2 separate regions of the Mus musculus genome follow, and region 2 is linked to region 1. Evidence: chromatin contacts called from public Hi-C data. All regions are on one chromosome and are shown on one strand. Each heading gives the region's core, a stretch centred on a gene start, on an enhancer-like site or on the middle of the called end of the contact. The rest is flanking DNA. Distances are from core to core; before and after follow the strand shown.

What was found. A called contact is a pair of places that touch in the nucleus more often than the background predicts.
Region 2: a contact with region 1 is called in a Hi-C map of the C2C12 cell line, with 3 times the contacts expected there. The contact joins two enhancer-like sites. A contact is called at or near these places in 1 of 39 promoter capture datasets (the C10 cell line), 1 of 15 datasets of contacts at CTCF or cohesin (pro-B cells), 38 of 484 Hi-C or Micro-C datasets (the 3T3-L1 cell line, the AML12 cell line, the C2C12 cell line and 27 more) and 16 of 115 datasets of contacts at active chromatin or transcription factors (the NIH/3T3 cell line, the SCID.adh cell line, T-cell acute lymphoblastic leukemia and 13 more).

The regions. Positions count from the first base shown.
Region 1 is chr13:28,756,199-28,758,956 of GRCm38.p6, forward strand. The region is part of intron 3 of 2610307P16Rik (RIKEN cDNA 2610307P16 gene); the gene reads right to left. Among named protein-coding and RNA genes, the nearest start is that of Mir6368, 47 kb to the left of the region's middle. Within about 2 kb of position 1,438, at least 286 of the 459 cell types and tissues checked have an H3K27ac peak or open chromatin away from gene starts, as enhancers often do. A contact at or near this core is called in the C2C12 cell line, the NIH/3T3 cell line, the STO cell line and 4 more, where this site is marked.
Region 2 is chr13:28,930,573-28,933,330 of GRCm38.p6, forward strand. No RefSeq gene overlaps it. Among named protein-coding and RNA genes, the nearest start is that of Gm46406, 13 kb to the right of the region's middle. Within about 2 kb of position 1,374, at least 71 of the 459 cell types and tissues checked have an H3K27ac peak or open chromatin away from gene starts, as enhancers often do. A contact at or near this core is called in the C2C12 cell line, the NIH/3T3 cell line, the STO cell line and 4 more, where this site is marked.

The DNA.
Region 1 (2,758 bases), core at 188-2,687:
TGCCTGCAGAGACTGAGTTTTGTTCCCAGCACCTATGTCTGGTAGTTCATAAGTGCCTAACGACCACTCCAGGGAATCTGACATCTCTGGCCTCTGTGAGCACTGCACTTAAGAATACAAACTCATGCTCATGCATACACATCTATACATAATATAAAATAAATAAAAATGAATATTAAATCTAAAAAGTAATAATAATTAAAGAAGACACCAATAATAACCAGTCTCTGGCCTGTATGTACACTCGCATACACATGACCCCATACACATGCATACACACCATATACCACACACACAAAACAATAACAATAATAAGTAACCTCTATTACTAATAAGTAATGTAGACCAGAGTTGGAAGAGCCTGTGTTTAGCATACACAAGGCCCTGGGTTCTCCAAAAACAAAAACAAATAAATGTTATTAATTGGCCTTTTAAGTTCTACCATCCCAGGGCCCCAGACTCTGTGTCATGCTTTCATGCAAGAGCGTGAGAGTTACTTTGCTTCCTACAATACAGCTGAGGATGCTTTCTCGAGTTGTTCAAGCAAATACAAGCCACACATGGGGTATTAACAGAAAGAAAATATTGAAGGGGGATAACAGAACTGGTTAACCATGCCCTAAGGCCTCTACCACTAGTGAATTTTAGAGACATCTTAACTCACTACTCATAAATGTCCCTGAAAAAAAAAATATTCTCTCACGTTAAGTGGAGGAAGAGACACAGGTCAGGTTTAATAGAAGGCCAAGGGAAAGGGTCAACGCAAGAGCAAGAGTTCACAGTAAAGCCAGAGCAGAGGGGGGCCAGGCACAGCCTTTCGGATCTCAGACAAGACAGGGGAAGCCCTTCCCTCTGCAGCCTTCTCCTTTGCATCCGCCCTCACCTTCAGGTCTGAAGTAAACCTGAGCCAGGAGCCTCCTGGTGCAAGCAACCCTCTCAGAACTTAACAGTCTCAGGTTTTAAGCAACTCTTAGAGCCTCAAGGTCAGCTAGGGTACACACACACACACACACACACACACAAAGAGGAAAATAGGTCGGGAAACAAGAAAAAAGGAAACAAGTCACTTGGCAAACCAACCTCCACGGAGAATTAGCTTCTGAAAATCTTCTGAGCAAACAATTCACACCATAAAACAGCTGCTGCTTGCCATCTGCGGGTCCTAATCAACACACGCACATACACACACACACACACACACACACACACACACACACACACACATATATACTTCTGCCCAGTGGTACCCTGGCTCCTAGCTATTTCCTGTCCCCTTCAACCTCCTAAGCAATTCTTGGTCAAAAAAACGAAGTCACAAACTTACAGGCACTGACAGTGTTTTCCTAGGGTAGATTCTGTCCAAGACGTTATGACAGTAACAGAAAAAGAGCAAGCAGGCCTTCAAGTCCTGACGTCTGCTCACCACTTTCAAAAACTGGCTCCTGACCTTATTCTCACTTGGGTCCTTCAGGTCCAGTCGGTGAACTCTGGACCTTTACTGGACCAGATCAAATCATTTCTAGAACCACTGTACCACATTTTATTTAGTCTTTCTGTTCCTCTCCCCCAGCCTCAAACGAATGACTCTGTGCCAAAAAAAAAAAAGCGGGAGGGGGGAGAGAAAGAAAAAGTTGCTGTTTGAGAGAGTATCAGCATGCTTGATTCATGCCAAAGTTTACAGCATAGTTCTATCCTGAGCCACAGCGAGGATGGGCCGTTGTGGGGGAGGGAAATGGAGCCAGGCAGCTGTTTTTTCAATAAACTCTAGCAGAATCCCGCCCACTTCCTGCACTGGCTTCAGGGACCCCAGCAGAGAGGAGGAGGAGGCAGCCAGCGAGATCTTCCTCCTCCAAGACTCAGGCTACTGCCTCCCTGGCTCGGACCCTCCTGATCCACCCCTGAACCTCAGGAGGGCAGCCAGAGGGTTTGTCCCAGCTCCTTTGGATGTTTATTTCTGGTCTCCAACTCCCAGGAGAGTTTCACCTCCTCTCTCCCTAATCTTAGCCCTCCCCACGCTCCACCCTCCCCCGCCCGTGTATCCTAGCTCTGAGGCACACCAGGCATGACTGCAAAAGCAGGGAAGGGAAGGGAGTGCGTTTCTCATCCCACACCTTCCAAGAATATGCTGGCCTTCCCTCTCTGCAGCTGTGGTCATCAGTCCCTCGGCTCCTCAAGCCAGCCTTTCCTCAGGCAAAGCCTCTGAGTTCAGTTTCTTTTCTGGAGTGGGAAGGGAGGGCAGGAACATGAGAAGGCACGGAAAAGCTGCTGCGCCCACCAAGACCAAGCAAGCGGCTCAGTCAGCCCTAAAGCTTTAATTTGTTAACTTAGAAACCCCTGGGGCATTGCAATCAAAGGAGGGCTCCACCCAGCAACACCTCTGATTACTTTTTTCCCTTCTAGTGGGCAAGTAAAGAAGAGGGGAAATTAGGACAACCGTGTGCAAAACAGAACTACTCCATAACACGGACTTGGCTCTCACAAGGTCCAGATTACGGACTCAACACCTCCATGCCTGTCCAAATGGAAAGAGAAAATACTCAGGGTGCAACCTAGATCCAGCTGCCCAGACAGCCTGCCAACCAGAGCATCAGTAAACCCCAAATTGCTGCTCAGGCCCCAGATGGCTTTTTCATTCCTTCTTTCTTTTTAAAGTTCTTTAGGGTTTTCTAGTTCATACTGGTAAACTGACTCTTTCATATCCTGGTTTTAATATGCGCGAATCAATAAGCAACAAACCCTTGGTGTGAAAGGGTCTGGT
Region 2 (2,758 bases), core at 124-2,623, 170 kb after region 1:
GGCTTAGTTTAGGAAAAAGCAGAACAGCTCTGTCCTTGTGTTTGCCCAGTTTCAACAGTTCAGGAAAGGAACCTGAAGGTGCGAGCTGAGAAGTGGCCCCGAGTCTGCCCAACTTTGACTCTGAGTCCCTGTAGGACTGTGTCCTAGTGAGCAGACAGACTGACTCAGACAGAAGGACAGATTACAGGGCTCCTCAGTAAATTCCATAAATATTCGAGATTTTCATCCTACGCTGTGGTCACTGAAAATGTAAGTCTGAAATAGCATGGAGAACGACCATGCTCAGTGAAACTGTGTCTTGTTTTCAAATGGGCCTTCTCAAGCCGAGGCAAATGTCAAGTTTAATAAACCAACGCATAGATTCTCATGGCAGTCTCTATTCCAACGCATAGATTCTCATGGCAGTCTCTATTCCAACGCATAGATTCTCATGGCAGTCTCTATTTCTACTTTGAAACTCAAGATCTGCAGATTCTTCAGACATGCTATGTGTGTGTGTGTGTGTGTGTGTGTATCTGTGTGTATGCATGGTGTGTGTGTGTGTGTATGTGTGTGTGTGTGTGTGTGTGTGAGTGTCTGTGCATCTGTGTTTGTGTGTACATGGTGTAAGTGTATCCATGTGTGTAAATATTTGTATGTGTAAGTGTGTGTGTTCTAGGAGTGGCGCTGGGGATCGAACTCCGGACCTCATGCTTGCTGACAAGCACGTGTGAGACAAGAGTTGGACCAGTCCGTGGATATTGTTCCTCTCAACCTGTCTCCTTGCTTAGGATGTCAGGCTATGGTCAGCCTCTTGGTGGCCTTTCCCTCTTGACCCCAGCTGCTCCTGATCCCATACCCTCCGCCCACAAAACAGGAAGGAAACAGGAATTGGCTGCTCATCAATGGCCTCTCCCCCATTGTCCAGCAGGAAAATTGCCCAGTCACACACACCCTGCCTCCCTCCCTGCTTACACACCCCAGACTTGCCCTAGGTCATCTCTTGGCTACTCAGACACTCCTGGAAGGCCAGAGTCTGAGAAAAAGAACTTGCCCCTTTCTGTCACAGGGGTGAGAAGGACACAGACTAGCCTCTGTCACAGGATTTTACCTTTGTAGTTCCTCCAGTACCAACCACCTATATTTCCAAAGGTGCATTTCAGAACTTATCCCTGAATATCATTCCCACCCCCAGGTGCATTCTCAGGAGGAAAGACTGGCCAGAGGTTCCCCATTGACCCCACCCCCAAATGCTCCAGAACAGGACACTGTCAATCTCTCCTAACAAACAAGAACAACAACAACAAAACCAAAACAACAACAACAACAAGCTGTTTGAGGCCTGAGCAGGCCGGTTCTCATGACTGCCTTGGTGACTCATTCTTTTGTCCCTTGTGTTTCAGAATTTCTTTCTCAGAAATCCCCTTGATGTCATCCCTGTTTTCTTCCGCTTCCATTAGGCAGATCAAATGTCTTTTAAATATCAGCTTCCAACTGGGCCAAAACACCCGAAGGAACAGGAACAGTAGGAGGGGGAGGGACTGAGGTGTGTGTGTGTGTGTGTGTGTGTGTGTGTGTCTGTGTGTCTGTGTGTGTGTGTGTGTGTGATGTGTATGAGGAAAATCACAATTTGCATCTTAACTTTACTCAACTTACAAACATAAAGTAAAAACTGCACCATCACCTTCCTGCTAATTGCAGGACTCTCTTTTTGAGCCCTCAACTCCTCCTCCACCTCCCTCCTCTCTACAAGCCAATTAAAAAAAAAAAAGGAGGGGGGGGTGTGGTGGGGGGGTGTGGTGGTGGTGGGGGTGGTGGTAGGGGTGGTGGTGGTGGTGGTGGAGGTGGTGGGTGGGATAAAGACATCCAACTACTGAGAAACAAAGCTGATAGAGAGGGGTCAAAGATGAAGACCTCTCTCTACATCAGGGGACAAGAAAGCAAGGACAACATTCTTTTCTGTTCCCTAACTTTAAAGGATCCGCACGGTTCTTTCCCCTTCTCTCCTTGTGCACAGGACTGGCCTAACCAGCTGCCCAACCAGCTGTCATCTTTTACATAGATAAGAGGACCCCAAACACAAGGTGAACCTTTCTCCCTGCTAGTGTGTCAATGAAATGGAGCTGAGCTGGACCAATGATTGTGCACTGCTGAAGCAAGAGGATCAGAGTCATCCTGTGCCAGCCAAAACCACTTTCGAAAGTTGAGTTCCACAAACATTAGGTAGGGATGCTGGGGCCTTTATACCCACAAAAGTGATCCACAGAATAGAGGACGAATAGATCTAAGCATGACCAACTTCCAAGAAGATTTTGCGACTTTAGAAAGACGTGGGGGTTGTGAGACACATATGGATTGTGTAGTTGTTTTTTGGGGTTTTTTTTTTGGTGTTTTTTTTTTAAGTTATCATATCTTATTTATTTATTTGTGTGAGTATGCTTGTGCCTGGGGTTGAGGGGGGGGGGGAGGTTCTACACACATGCCACAGTCCACATGTAGAAATCAGAAGACAACTTTGGAGTGTCACGTCTCTTCCTCTGCCACGTGGTTCCAAGGATCCAACACAAGTCATTTGGCTTGGGAGCAAGTCCCTTTATATGCATGGAGCCACCTCATCTATTCTGATTAGTAATTTGCTAGTTTATTTATTTTGAGACATTATTTCCTATATCCAAGTTGGCCTTGAACTCACTGAGTATCCAAGGGTGATCTTGAACTTGGTACTCTTGATTCTACCACTGGAATGCTGAGACGACAGCTGTGCACAGCCCTGCATAGA